Regions from separate parts of the Mus musculus genome. Here all the other regions are linked to region 2. A link is a contact called in public promoter capture Hi-C data. All regions are on one chromosome and are shown on one strand. Each heading gives the region's core, a stretch centred on a gene start, on an enhancer-like site or on the middle of the called end of the contact. The rest is flanking DNA. Distances are from core to core; before and after follow the strand shown. Region 1 holds the start of Slc25a21 (solute carrier family 25 (mitochondrial oxodicarboxylate carrier), member 21). Region 2 holds the start of Sec23a (SEC23 homolog A, COPII coat complex component). Region 3 has its middle 6.8 kb from the start of Gm20016. Region 4 overlaps Mipol1 (mirror-image polydactyly 1).

The links. Promoter capture Hi-C pulls out the DNA fragments that hold promoters and counts their contacts.
Region 1: a promoter capture Hi-C map of pre-B cells shows a contact between it and region 2. The contact joins the promoter of Slc25a21 here to the promoter of Sec23a in region 2. A contact is called at or near these places in 6 of 39 promoter capture datasets (the C10 cell line, cranial neural crest, frontonasal cranial neural crest and 3 more).
Region 3: a contact with region 2 is called in a promoter capture Hi-C map of liver, with 2.4 times the contacts expected there. The contact joins the enhancer-like site here to the promoter of Sec23a in region 2. A contact is called at or near these places in 4 of 39 promoter capture datasets (the 3T3-L1 cell line, cranial neural crest, hippocampal neurons and 1 more) and 3 of 115 datasets of contacts at active chromatin or transcription factors (embryonic stem cells, pancreatic cancer cells and stem cell-derived neural progenitor cells).
Region 4: a promoter capture Hi-C map of hippocampal neurons shows a contact between it and region 2, with 6 times the contacts expected there. The contact joins the enhancer-like site here to the promoter of Sec23a in region 2. A contact is called at or near these places in 8 of 39 promoter capture datasets (the 3T3-L1 cell line, the C10 cell line, cranial neural crest and 5 more), 6 of 115 datasets of contacts at active chromatin or transcription factors (the 230-238 cell line, astrocytes, forebrain and 3 more) and 1 of 9 other capture datasets (pancreatic islet).

What each region holds. Positions count from the first base shown.
Region 1 is chr12:57,195,318-57,199,064 of GRCm38.p6, forward strand. It overlaps Slc25a21 (solute carrier family 25 (mitochondrial oxodicarboxylate carrier), member 21), which reads right to left and starts at 2,155. Exons shown (of 10, transcript NM_172577.3): 1 at 1,556-2,155. The coding sequence starts at 1,622.
Region 2 is chr12:59,010,311-59,013,821 of GRCm38.p6, forward strand. Sec23a (SEC23 homolog A, COPII coat complex component) reads right to left here and starts at 1,707. Exons shown (of 20, transcript NM_009147.2): 1 at 1,536-1,707. It overlaps Gemin2 (gem nuclear organelle associated protein 2), which reads left to right and starts at 3,081. Exons shown (of 10, transcript NM_025656.5): 1 at 3,081-3,303. The coding sequence starts at 3,167.
Region 3 is chr12:57,498,495-57,501,939 of GRCm38.p6, forward strand. No RefSeq gene overlaps it. Among named protein-coding and RNA genes, the nearest start is that of Gm20016, 6.8 kb to the right of the region's middle. Within about 2 kb of position 1,852, at least 2 of the 459 cell types and tissues checked have an H3K27ac peak or open chromatin away from gene starts, as enhancers often do.
Region 4 is chr12:57,273,640-57,277,332 of GRCm38.p6, forward strand. The region is part of intron 1 of Mipol1 (mirror-image polydactyly 1); the gene reads left to right. Among named protein-coding and RNA genes, the nearest start is that of Mipol1, 45 kb to the left of the region's middle. Within about 2 kb of position 2,057, at least 3 of the 459 cell types and tissues checked have an H3K27ac peak or open chromatin away from gene starts, as enhancers often do.

The sequences.
Region 1 (3,747 bases), core at 905-3,404, 1.8 Mb before region 2:
GGTGATGAAAGTATTTATTATCCTTCTTACCTATCAACAGTGCCACAATGTAAACTATATGAATCGACCAGCCAATTTTAAATTTATCTTATAAATGGCTTAACATTTAGCTATGCTAACTGATTAATTCCATTTACATTAATAATGATACACGAGCCCGGCATGGTGGCACACGCCTTTAATCCCAGCACTCGGGAGGCAGAGGCAGGTAGATTTCTGATTTCGAGGCCAGCCTGGTCTACAAAGTGAGTTCCGGGACAGCCAGGGCAATACAGAGAAACCCTGTCTCGAAAAACCAAAATAAATAAATAAATAAATAAATAAATAAATAATAATAATAATGATGATGATGATGATGATGATGATGATGATACATGATGGCATAAATGCATCTGTGCCAAATATTTATCCAGAAATATGCAGCATAAACAGGATTAGAGTCTGATTTATTTTTTAACAGTCTTTGAGTATAACTGTGACTATACATGTTGTGATTATACAAACCAACAGAGATACCTGTAAGTCACTGGGCACAGCCTGGGATGTTAAGCAACTTTGCTTTCCCTATGGTCAAGCATATATATATATATATATATATATATATATATATATATATATATATATTTCATTTTCATAACTGTATCTTGTTAAAGTACGCAAATTATGTGACATATCTGGATGCTTTTGATACCCCAGAGATGCAGCTAGTTCATGACATAAAACTACTCAGAGTTTGAAGCACTCCATTATTTAAAAGTTCATATTTTCTTGAAAGTAAATGTTACTAAGTATATATTGAGTATCTTTTAGTCAACTTTAATACTATTTCATTGTTATAATAATTTATTAAAATAACAAAACTTATGAACTGTTACAGCCTAATATTAAAAATATTAAAAATTAGGCATACGCATAATTTAATGGCGAGCAACTTCTTCCAAGTTGCACAGTAATTATTACCAAGCTGGCTTTAACAGATCTTTTTGTAAAGTCTCTCCCACATCATAGCTCTCCACAGATTAATGTGAGTCCATTACATCAAAGGTGTTTACATTTGTTAGCACGAGCGTTTAATTTTAATATATTTATGGCGTGCATAGATCCCCAAGAAGCGCAGTAAAAAGAATCCCTGCGAAGAGAGCTATGCTAAGATCCTCTTTAGCTTGGGCCTTGGAAGAAACTTGCTAAGAAACTTAAGTAAGACCGAACTGGAACTGAATCCTTTTTTGTGTAAAATAGCTGTCAAAGCGAAGAAAAGGACGGGAGGGGGAAGCTTTCTCAAAGTCACAGTAAGTTTCAGGGACTGGCGAATCCTTTCATGCTCCATTCTAGGAACAGAGAACCCCCGGGGACCCTAGAGCAGAGCAGCTAGTGGGGACTGCACCCAAAAGAGCCGCCGCCGGCTGCTCGGCTCTTCGCAGAGGAGTCAGAGTAGAAGATTTAGGAGGACGCACTCGCACACAAAACTTCGGTTGGAAGGCGAGCCTGGGGGACAGTTGTCGGGTGGTGCGGCGGAGGAGCGGCGGGCGCGCGGGGAGCGAGCGGACAGCCTTACCTGCAGACCCTCCGGCCGCGACCTGCCTGGAGGTCTCGTGCAGTAAGCTGACGTTGGAGGCCGACATCTTCGCGACCAGGGGACCGGGTGACCAAGTTGCCCGAGCGAGCTCCTCTGAAGGCCGCCGCCGATGGAGACCGGGCCCCGTCGGTCCTGGGGCTGAACTCTTCCCGGTGTGGCTGCGATCCAGCTAAAGGCGGCGGTTCGGGCACCGAGTCGCCGCGAGGTTGGCGGAGGGGGTCCGAACTTGCCCAGCGCTGCCTAAGGCTGCCCTTTCCACCGGGGCACCGGAGGGGGAACACTGACAACTGGGGGCTGGGTAGACTTGACCTAGCTCGGTGGGTCAGGCTCGAGCTTCAAGATAGGGGCTTATGAATTTGCCTATCGAGACCTACTGCGGAGTTTGTTTAGCTGGCTGCTTATCTAAGGGCTGCCTTAGCTAGCTGCGACTGTGATGTAGCCGCGGGTGACCCTTGCCCTCCAGGCAGGCTAAAATACGGTACTATTCAAAAGAAGGGATAGTGAGGAAATTCCTCCAAGTTAGTCAACCAGAAATTGAAGGCCACAGCAACTAGATCAGAGCAGATCTGACTTACAAAGTGCAGTAACTGTGCGGGGGAAGTGGTTTTGGACTTTTATTTCATGCATAATAAACTGAGTTTTACTTACTGAAAACCATAAAGGACTTGTTATTCAAGTGTCCTGTGCCCAGTTCACAGGGTCACCACGCTGCGCACAATATGACAGACTTGTCAGAAAGCCGAGTTCTTTGGGCTTAGGGCCTAGAAACCTGTTTTAAGCAGTTCTCTGTTAGGAACAGTAGGTAGACATGAAAGAGGAGCACCAATAACCTGCTTATTTCTTTCTACAAAATGTGGAATTAACTCACACTAGCTCTTTAGAATCACTGACAAAACAAAAGTACCAGTTAGTGCCTGTTAGTGAACCACAAGGTGCAAACTGCAGTATAAGAGAAACACAGGAGTCAGATATTTAGAACGCTCACCACACCCCTGACAGGCCGGAGATGATAAGAGAAAGTACTGTGGAAACCCCGCTGCTGTTATTTCTAAAACGTAGTGTTTAATGCATATATTCTGGGCCATATAAACTGCCGTTGTTCTCTGTCAAAAACATGGGTATGTGCAATTTAAAATAATACAATGTCAAATCAAATATACGAAATGAATACTTATATCTTATTTTCATTCTTTGAGCTATTAAATGTCGGTGGTAGTGAGCTGGGGAGATGGCTCAGTCAGTAAAGTGCTTGCCATGCAAGCCTAAGGACCAAAATCCAGTTTCCCTGCACATGTAAGACAGTATTAGTCTGGGTCTGTAATCCTAGCGCTGAGAATGCAAAGATAGGCACATCCCTGGAGCTGTCTGGTTGGTGAGGTCTAGCCAAACAGTTCAGTTCAGTTATAGGTCTTGTCTCCAAAGGTAAAATGGAGAACAACTGAAGATCCCCAACAGTAACCTCTAGCTACCAAACACTCCTGTTGCATGTATCTGCTGACATACATACACACACACACACACATACCACCACATGTATACACACATGCACACACACACACCACATATACACATGCATACATACCACATGTACAGACACACACCCCACATGGACACACACATGAACACACACACATCTCCCACATGGACACACACACCCCACATAGACACACACATACACACACCACATGTATGCATATACCACATGGATACACACTCCACATGTAGACACACACACACATACCATATGTACAGACACACACACCACATGTACACACAGTTATGTGCCTGTACCACCTGACTAGGAAAGTTACATACCATGAGGAATTGGGTAAATGTGTTGCTTATGTGATCAGATACACAAAAATGGTTTGTTTTTTTAAATTTTCCACTGGGCATGGTGACACACGCCTTTAATCCCAGCACTTGGGAAGCAGAGGCAGGCGGATTTCTGAGTTCGAGGCCAGCCTGGTCTACAGAGTGAGTTCCAGGACAGCCAGGGCTACACAGAGAATCCCTGTCTTGAAAAAAACAAAAAAATAAAATAAAATTTTCCAGATTGAAAATATTCATCAATACCAAATGGACAGGCTTGAAAACATACATACAAGTCATATTATACATACTGAGCAGGTTATATTTAGAAATGTATATTATGTACATAAACATATGCA
Region 2 (3,511 bases), core at 457-2,956:
ATTTTTTTAAAAAAAAGTCACATTTTTTCAATAATTTATTGCAGTGATGACTATTTTAATTAAGTAATTTCTCCTGATAGAGTCAAAGCCTCATGTCACTTTATCATAACACAGCAAACACTTTCCTACATCCTGAAAGGCTTCCCATAGTATCGGTTTTCTCTATTCCATTTTTACCCCCTTATGCATTCCTAATGGGAAAACATACAAATTTTAAGTAAATTAGTTATCTGTTACCACCTTACCTCCCTACATTTCAGTTGCAAGTTTTCTTTTATATATATTTATTTCATTTTTGTCTATTGGTGTTTTGCCTGTATCTGCCTGTATACTATGTGTGTGCAGTACCTGTGGAAGCCAGAAGTGGGTGGTGGATCCTCTACCAATGGAGTTGCTTGTTAACCACTAGTGAGCTGGGGGTTGAGATGAAAGGTATGTGGGTGTGTTACAAATCGTTGTAAATAGGTAATGAGGCACTGTGTGTGTAAGTGTATTACAAGAGGTTGTAAGCCAGTAGTGAGTTCTCTGTGTGAGTGTGTGTTTCTGTGCCCGTGTATGTGTGTGTATTCATGTGGATGAGCAACCAGTGCTCTTAACTTCTGAGCCATCTTCCCAGGCCCAGTTGTAAAATTTCCAATGAAATAGACTGAGTAACAAATTTTTGCTCTTGGGCAATAAACTTCTCTGGCCTTCAAATTTCACATCAGTTATGTGAGAATTTTGGGGGCAATAATAAAATTGGTCATTGAAACAATTAAAAAACAAAGGCCCTCTGATGATGCTGGAAAGAAGGAAGATGTTAGTATACATTTAAATTTAAATTTCTTTCAGTAAATGTGCCTAGCTATCCGTGGTTTAGGGTGGGGTTGTGTTAAGACAGGACAGAAGTTTAGCTGACGAGATGAATTAGACATCTCCAACTCTACTCTACCTATGGATTTATTTACCTCTTCCTGTTCCTCTCCCACAAACAGTAAAGCTCTACAGACAGAATAAATGCCCCAGTGCATGGTATTGCTCAGTTCTGAAACCTGATCATTAATAATCAAGGCCCCAGGCACTAGCTATACCTGGTGGTTTTTTCTTTAACCTTTATAAGGCCCAAGGCCGAATTACAGGTGATGTAGTCACCTGGGTTCAAAGTCTAGGGCACTCCTGGGCAGTCAAGAAACGAACCTAGAGGCCCCAGGGCACAGGAGCCTTGGGCAGGGTTGGCAAAGCGTGTCACCCAGGAGGTGGGGGTGGGTGCAGAGCCAGATGCTCAGACCCTCGGTCTCCATCCTGCTACGGTCCTTCCACCTAAACTAAGAGGACTAAAGACGAGGGCGCTCCGTCGCCATGACAAGCACAGGGTTCAGCGATCTCGGTTCGGCGCTGGGCCACAGCCTCCGGCACGCCCCGCTGCTTATGCGAGAGCACAGCCGGGACAGAGCCAACAATCCTGACACTCCGGCCCGCCGCCCGCCTCCCAGCTCCGACTAAGACCCCGGTGGAGCAGAGGTGGCTGCCACGCTAGTCCTTACCACAGTACCTACCTAGAAGCTCCGTGACGGCCACAGCCTCCGCCTTGCACAGTCGTCAGTCCGCTCCAAAGCCCTGTAGCAGCCGTGGCACCGCAATCAGGGGCGGCCCCGCCCCGCCCCCGGCCTCTTGGAGGGCCTGGGCCAGGACAACATGGCTGGTGCCGCCTCTGCCACGTCAAAGGGGAGGAGGCGGGGAGGGGCGACCAGCGAAGGGGCGGGAACAGTCCCGGAAGAGGCGGGGCGCGCAGGAGGTAATGGGCGCGTTGAGTGGCGGAAAAGATGAACCGGGAGTAATAAAGAGGGTGGGGCGAGCGTGAAAGACGGCCAAGCAAAGCGGAGGGCGGGGACAATTCAGGAAGGGGCGGGGCTAGCAGGAAGCGATGCGATAGCCAGGGCGGTGGAGGAAGGGAGGTAACCGGAGTAATAAAGGGTGGGATGTGGCCGCTCGAGGCCGTGTGTAGGATTAAGGTTAAAATACCTGACTAGGGCATTGCTAGCCCCAGAAAAAAAGAAAAAAAATGTTAACCACCAGATGTAGCTTTCACGTCTACTGTTTGCTTGAACGATTGTTTTTGTTTTCTAGTATATAGAAAAGGCTCTTGCAAGTTTTTTTCCTGACATTGTATCCGTGTCCAAAGAGGAGAAAGAACGAAGCACGAGTTAACAATTATTTGAAGTATTCGCTAGAAAATAGATGCTCGGATTCTCCTCTAATTTTGGGTTTTCGTCTGTGTGTTGTCAAGAGCCAATGAGAAGGCTTGGCTCAGGGACCTCACTTGCCTAGAACTCATAAGGCAGAAAAAGAAACTTTACTCCCAGAAGTTGTATTCTGACCTCCTCACCGACCCACAAGCAATCGCAAAATAGTAATTTTAAAGTTTTTAAGTATCTCACTCGGCTAGTGGTGATGGTTCATGCCTGTAATCTCAATAGTCAAGGTTAAAAAAAAAAAAAAAAAAAAAAAAAAAAAGGCAGCCCAGCTTACGTTACACTGCAAACTGTAGACCCTTCTAAGCCACAGAAGAGACAGTCTCAAAAACCTAAAAATTATCCTCGTGTGATACTTGGTACTCCAGAAGCTGAGGCCAGGGGATCGGATCACTACAAGTTTGAGACTCCTTGAGCTACCTAATGAGTTCCAGAACAGCCTCAACTAAACTTTAAGATGCTATCCGAAAAAGTGAAAAACAAAACAAAAAGTTCTGCATTCATCCACTCTGTTCCCCGCGAAGTCAGAAAGACACCACCCTAAGGGGTTGTAAGATTTAGACGAATGTAACGTGTTTACAAATGGTTAAAGGCTTTAGTACTCTAAAAATGACGATTATAGCGATATTGTTCATTAATTTTAAAAATATTAAAGATTTCAAAGTTCATCCTCAGTCCCTGCCGCCTACCCAAGCTTTAGACGAGAAAATGGGATTAGACAGAGCGACCTAGAAACTCTTCAGGAACCACTTCTGCCAGGAATTATTCTCGAGCGCTACATTCCACCACCGGTGCCATAAGCTTGATGCAACCAGCAGGTTTCTTGTGTGGCTCCGCCCCCTTGCGCCTGTAGCCGGTGGCCTCGGCGGAGGTCGCTTAGGCGCCTGCGCCGTGCCTACTCTGGGCGCCGATTGAGACTGGCGGGAGCGAGAACCATGGCGTGGGTTCCAGCCGAGTCTGCGGTGGAAGAGTTGATGCCACGGTTGTTACCTGTGGAGCCCTGTGACTTGACGGAAGGTTTCGATCCCTCGGTCCCCCCCAGGACGCCTCAGGAATATCTGAGGAGAGTGCAGTGAGTGATTTCGCCCCGTGCGAGTGGGCTGGTTGTCGTGCCCCTGTGTACAGCCCTGGTGCCGCGCCTGACCCTTGGTGTGCAACAGTCCCTCCTCTGTTTGCGTTCCTATCTTTCGGGAGGTCCGGGAAATTTAAGATCTTATTACACCCTACGGTTGGCAGATAACTTTTGAACTTGATTGCACGTTAAGACGTGTGTTCTTAAA
Region 3 (3,445 bases), core at 602-3,101, 1.5 Mb before region 2:
AAATGTCCCGGACAACTTTTGTCTTGAGTCCTTACACATAAAAATGCCCACCAACACTCTTCTGAGTCATCACTACTTTTTATGTGGAGGAATAACCATAATCACTGAAAAATCCACTTATTAAAAAGCAGGGCATCTATTAAAGAATTCCGTTTGCAGAGTTTCCTTGAGTTTGCCGTAAGCATCACCAAGGCTGTTCCTATAGCAGCATGATAGTTCACGTCTTAGAAAAACAAGCAACCCATTTGAAGAAGAGGTTACTGTTGGTTGTAACACATGACCTGCAAATCATACTCCACATCGTTTTATATTTGGCTCTAGCAGCAGCCGCATGATAACTATATGGATTTTAGTATTGATTTTATTGTTGTATGGTCATTGTTAATTATTTTGATTCTGATAAGGAAACAAATACAGAGCCTTTTGGAACTTCCCAGAGGACTGAGGTCTTGAAACTATCCCCCACTGGAACTATAGGTCTCTAAGCCTCACTGTAGGAAAAGAATAGTATAGCAAATATTTTTCTTTTTAATTTTTCCAGATATTTTTATTGATTCTTTGAATATCTCCTACAGTGTATTTTAATATTTATCCCTACCTGCTCCCCTTAGCTCTTCCAAGATCCTTCACCAAATCCTTATCTGCCCCAACTTTGGATCTTTATTTTTAATTTAATAGCCTAGCAACTAAATTTTGTGCTATCTGGGTAATTATTGGTACAGAGAAATCCACTCGAGCACAGCAAAGATTTTAATGTCTCTGCTACAGAGATGCCCTCATGGTCAAGTCATTTATTGTTCTTGCAGAAAACCCAGGTTGGTTCCCATTACCCAAGTCAGGTGCCTCATAGCTTTCTATAGCTCTTATCTGCAAGATACAACACCCTCTGGCCTCCGTGGGCACCTGTATTCACACAAACACACAAAAGTTAAGCAAGCACACACACACCATAAATAAAAAGTTAAATAGGGCAGCAATTAGAAGCAATGTCTTGAAAGATACATTTTTAAGTTCTGTCATCTCTGCTACCATTGTTCTTTACAGATAGGCATGAGTTCTCTAGTGATCTAAAGATTAGATACATCTCTTTCTGTGTAGTTCAACATGAACTACATATGCAAATCCCTTGATATTACTGTCACCTCTGTGTACTATAGAACAAGTGCTTTGCCTCAACATTCACTTAGACATAGGTAGGCGTATTCTAAACTACCTTTCATTTGGTCTGTTGCTAAAACCCAATGCTGCAGTGTTACAAAAGTGGTAATGTATATTTCCAACACACTCTGCTTCCTACAACGCATATTTGATAAAAAATAAATAAATAAAACAGTTACAGGTAAAGTGGTGGGTTATAAGAAACATATAAGCATTGCAACAAAATTAATGATTAATACATAATAACTTTGAGTTTGATAAATAAGCCATTGTGTTTTAAACTAATTAACAAAAAAACTTTTTGAAATAAATATTTTAAGCTTCTATTTTGTGTGTTTCCTTATCAAAATAAACTGAAGAATCTTATTGGATAACTTACTAATAGAATTTGCTTATTTCACACACAAAAAAAAGGTTTAAAAGATTTAAAAGATTTATAGACTTGATAAGCAAAAGGGTACATAGAAATTAATCTGCATCTAGTTTTTTAGAGATTATAATAACTTCTTGAAGTTCCCATTGTCAAATGGTGATTATACATAAGGCATTATATGATGTAATAACCATAACAGATGTTCAGTCATCTTACATGCAGTTTGCGTCGTTCACAAATTTTTCACATATATTAGTGTGTTTTTGGTAACTCATTTACAGTTAACCTCTGAATCTGGTTATTACATACATAACCACAAATAAACACAAAAGCCTATTTGCCTGTTTAAAATTGATTTGTAAGTCGGTTGTCAGGCTCCAGCGAGCAGCATTTTGTGCATGTTTGGTTGGAAGCGCATGTGGTTTCTGGGGCTTTTAAACAAATACATGAACTGGTTGAAAGATTTATATTGCCCATGCTTAGCTAAATATGTCATCTCCAGAAAAGATGTGATTTATTTTGGCACCATTCTAAAACTCAAATATTTTAAACATTTGTTAAGTTGGAGCTTGCACATTTGAACTAGTAGCCTACGTTCCAAACTAGCGTCTCAAGTTACCAAATGTTTTGTAATCCTTTTACTGAAATAGCCCTTACTGAAAAGCTTCTCTTTCACTGCGTTCCTTAGGATGAGTTTACATCTATAGAGGTTGAAGTTGTTTTTAATGTAGGTCTTCACAAACTTGACAATGACAAATGTGTATTTTTAAGAATCATGAAAGTGATTTTTACCGCGCAGCCTTCCTATGCTCACCCTTGATTCTGCTGTTCTCTGGTGTGTTTTCACAATATGCTGGCACTTGGGAAGCCACCCGCTTAACTATCCAGCTATTAACAAGGATACATTTTAATGCACCAACTATCTAAATGCACCAATGTATCTAAAACTTGTGTTTACTTTTTAGTCACATAAAATTCCTTATCTCAAATCCTACATGTTTTAATACAGTTCCTACACATTGATCTTAATCAAATTTATAAGTATACAATACTGAAGACATTGTACTAGGCATTCATTGTGAAATATATTGCAGTGAAGAAGATCAAGTTACAAACTATTTATTATTTCCTTAATACAGATAAAGGTTGATAAGAGCAAACCTATGAGGTACCCTACAAGCCTCCCTAAGCTATTCCATCTGAACTGAAGTTCCTACCCGCTCAGTCTCTCTGGAGCTGCAGCATGAGCGGGGCTACACTGTGCCTTAAGTCCCAAAGCAGACCTCTTCCACCAGCTCCGTGGCTCCCACAAGCTCTTGTAAGTTAATATAGGGCCATCAGGGATGATTTTCAAGAGAAGGGAGATAGAAATGAGTGCTATAAAGGCTTAAAGAGGAGTAATGGAACGGGAGGGGTTAAACTGTGGTAAGAGGGAGGCAGACAGGATAAAGACAGTAGTACAGAGAGGAATAACACTAAGGATCAAAAAGATCACATGCAAACACTTAAAAGAGTGTACGGAAACTTACCACTATAGAAGCTTCCTAAAATAATATAACCGTATGACATGTACCTAGCGAGTTTAAATGGACTTACCATATAACAAAAATGTGACGTCCCTACTGTGTATCACAGGCTAACAATGGAAAAGCCCAGTGCTACTGATTTTGGAGTTCTTGGCCAGTGAGATTCGATAGACAACCTCTAAATAGTACAGACAATGCTCTTGGTTACCCTCAGAAACTTAGGAGTCAGATCCTCTTGCTGAAGGTACCACATACTTGAGTCACTGGGCATGGAGAAATCGAGTTGACATTGCCCTGGAAGGTTCATTCCCTACTGTCCAGCCTTCACAGTGCTGGAAGATGCTATGTAAACTAGAGGGAGGTGGGGATATGGAGTGATCATCAGCCT
Region 4 (3,693 bases), core at 807-3,306, 1.7 Mb before region 2:
AACAATATCAATAATAATTTAATAGTTTACCTTACTGGCATGATAAATATCTCTACTTTACATTCAACCAATAATGTGTATAAATCAGCTGGGCCATACCACACAATATCCTAACATGATGGAGGAAAGAGTCACAAGACTATCCTAGAGGAGAAGCTTCATACAGGTGATGGCTGCTAAAAGGAGAAAAAATTCAGTTTATGTCATTACATGATAAGGTATTAGATTTGTCCCCATGAGCATATGGGCTACATTAATTGTACTCAATTCTTTATAAATAAAACACGAAGACATCCCATAATCAGCTTCCAAACGCTGACACCATTGTATACACTAGCAAGATTTTGCTGAAAGGACCCAGATATAACTGTCTCTTGTGAGAATATGCCGGGGCCTAGCAAACACAGAAGTGGATGATCACAGTCAGCTATTGGATGGATCATAGGGCCCCCAATGGAGGAGCTAGAGAAATTACCCAAGGAGCTAAAGGGAACTGCAACCCTATAGGTGGAACAACAATATGAACTAACCAGTACCCCGGAGCTCTTGACTCTAGCTGCATATGTATCAAAAGATGGCCTAGTCGGCCATCACTGGAAAGAGAGGCCCATTGGACTTGCAAACTTTATATGCCCCAGTACAGGGGAACCCCAGGGCCAAAAACGGGGAGTGGGTGGGTAGGGGATTGGGGGGGTGGGTATGGGGGACTTTTGGGATAGCATTGAAAATGTAAATGAGGAAAATACCTAATAAATAAATAAATAAAAACACGAAGAACTTGAAAAAATAGCATATATTAATTAGTTTATTAAATACTTTTTCTGGATTCTGTACAATTGTATTCCTTAATTTTGTAGGTAATATTTTAAATTCAGTTAATTTTCTAATTTGAGATAGTTTTTGAAAATTAAAAAAAGTTTTGATTGAAAGTGTACATCTCTGTCCTAAGAAACACCTTTTTAAAGGCTTGTTTCTTTATGTATTTGGGTACTTTGTATGCATGTATATCTGCACACCAGAGGACAACATCAGACAGGTGTCGGCTGCCATGTGGGTGCTGGGAATTGAACTCAGGTCCTTTTGGAAGAGCAGTGAGTGCTCTTAACCACTGAATCATCTCTCTAGCCCCAAAAACTCTTTATAGTTTGGTAAAACAGAGATATCATAACAAATTTAATTTGTAATTACATTTTCTTTCTTCTTCTTCTTCTTCAAAAAAAAAAAAAACCCTTATAGGTTGACCTCTTATTTATGGTTTTCCTTGCCACATTGATTATTTTAATCTTAGCTATAGAATAACTATTTTAGGATTATATACGTACTTTTTATTAATGGAATAGTTTGTTAGCTTATTAAGTTGACTCTAAAAATTACTCAAGGTTGTTGTAGTTTCTCTGAAATATGGATGGTATTAGCTGCAACCTTGTTGTTATTATATAAGAAATTCAAGCTATAATCCAGATAGTTATTTTAGTATATTTAAATCTTGTTTCTAGCAGTTGTATTCCATTAATTTAGAAGCTTTACAATTGACACTGTCAAATGCATAGCTTGCATGCACCACTGCTTATTAGAAACAAGTTGGTTATGCTGTCTTTGGGACTTACTTAACTAAACACTATGAGTTATGGAGCTGTTCACGTGTTCAAGACTGAGTTTAACTCTTTGTATTAGTCAGCACTGTACCTATTCTCATAAACATGCCTCTGCTAATGTTTTTCTCGGTAACAGTTTATAGTTAACCTTTTAAAACTATGGAGTATTAAGTGGGTTTTTTTTCAGTGATAGAAAACTAGTTATTAATGTGATGTAGAGTCATTTGGATACTCTCTATGCTTAGTTTTAAAATTTATTTTAGAAGGATTTCTCTGGTAGCTGTTTTACTTGATTTCAAGTGGCTGTGCTTAACAATTGTCATTAGAGATTGATTTGACTTGCTCTAATGCTTTTTACCTTTGCTATGCCAAGAACTCCAGTTGGTTGTGTGGCAATGTAAGCTTTTGTGTGCAGGAGTATGCCATTGCATCAGAACTTGGCACTCACATGAATCTTAAGAAAACAGGCTGTTTGTTCCCCCAAGAAACTATTCTATAAGCTGGCTGTTTTTATAGTCTGTTCTGTTGTAGATTAAGTGATTTAGTTTAGTTTGGCTTGGGGCAAAACGTTTCAGGATATTTTATAAAATCCTGGTATATGATTAGCCCTCTGAAAATAATACTAGTTTTAAAGTTTTGCTTTTTTTTTTTTTTTTTTAATCACTGGGCTGTGCCATGTTATGTATTCTCAAGTGTTATTTGTAACTTGGATTAGTTATATTTCAAAACGGCATATGTTCATCTTCTTTGTAAATTTTGAAAATGTAGAACAGTAGATGTTCATTTTTTTTCCCTAATTTGATGACCTGTCATGACTATTGGGGTTGCTCAGAGAGGGGAGGGGTGTTAGAGGAGTGAATGAGTTTGAGTGAATGCATGGGATTGAGAGTGTAAGGAATTGGCACGTGGCTTTATGAATGCTGACAAGTCACACGATTTGCAGTTCCCTGGTAAGTATGGAGGCCCTGTAGCATAGTTCCATCCCCAGTCTGTAGGCCCGAGAACCAGGGGCCCTTATGGTGTAGTTCCGAGTATGAAGCCCAGCATCCTTGACCAAACAAAGCTAGCACTGAGTGTGAAGACTGTTGCCGTCTGAAGACAGTCAGACAGTTTTCTCTCTGCAGGCCTTTTGTTTTGTTCTGCAGGTCTTCCACTGACTGACTGTACAGCCCACTAATAAGGAAGGGCAGTCTATTTTACCAAGTCTGTTGATTTCAGATGTCGGACTTATCCAGATACATACTCAGGACATATTCCTTGATTAAGCAGCCGATATCTAGCCAAGTTGACAGATACAGTCTTTATCACAATGGCTTTACTGATAGGAAGTAGTCTTAAAAAAAAAAAAAAAGAAAAGAAACTTGTTATGACTAAAGTAACATACTTAAGAGGAATTATATGATGTAGCAAAATAGTCATAATGTAGAATAATTTATTTTCATTATACATTTTAAAACTTTCGACTCCTGAATTCTGAGGAGAGGTTTCTTGTTGGTCCAAGAAATACAATTTTAAGAAACAGTTGTGTCAGACATGTTGATATATCCTTTTAAATGAGCCTGTGATCCCTCTGCTCAGGGGCCTAAGCCAGAAAGACTTGAATTTGAAACCATCCTGCTCTATGTAGAGTTCAAGGACAGCATGCTGAAAAGATCCAAGGGATGGTATGTAGCATCAATACCGTGCCTATGTGCAAGGCCCTAGACGTATTCTTCAGGCCTGTAATACAAACTTGGTTAAATGCCAGGAACCCCTACCATACATAGGTATTAATATATTTTGAGCTTTTTCATATACATAACCCAAGCAAGCAAATAACGGTAACAAACTGTAAGTACAAAAGGCTGGTTGGGCAATAATGTTTTCAGTGTTTCAAGAGAGTCATTAAAGATAGCTTCCTTTCTATTTGTATTGGCTCTCTCTGGTGGAATGTGATGCCTTAATGGTTCCCAGGCAAATCACAGAGTTACTTATAAATATTTAAATTTTAAATAAAAATGAAGACACACAGTAAAATAACATTATACTTACAGATATGAACATTTCTTTCTCTGATTGTCACCATCTCTGTCTAACTCTAAGATCTTTTCTGTAGATA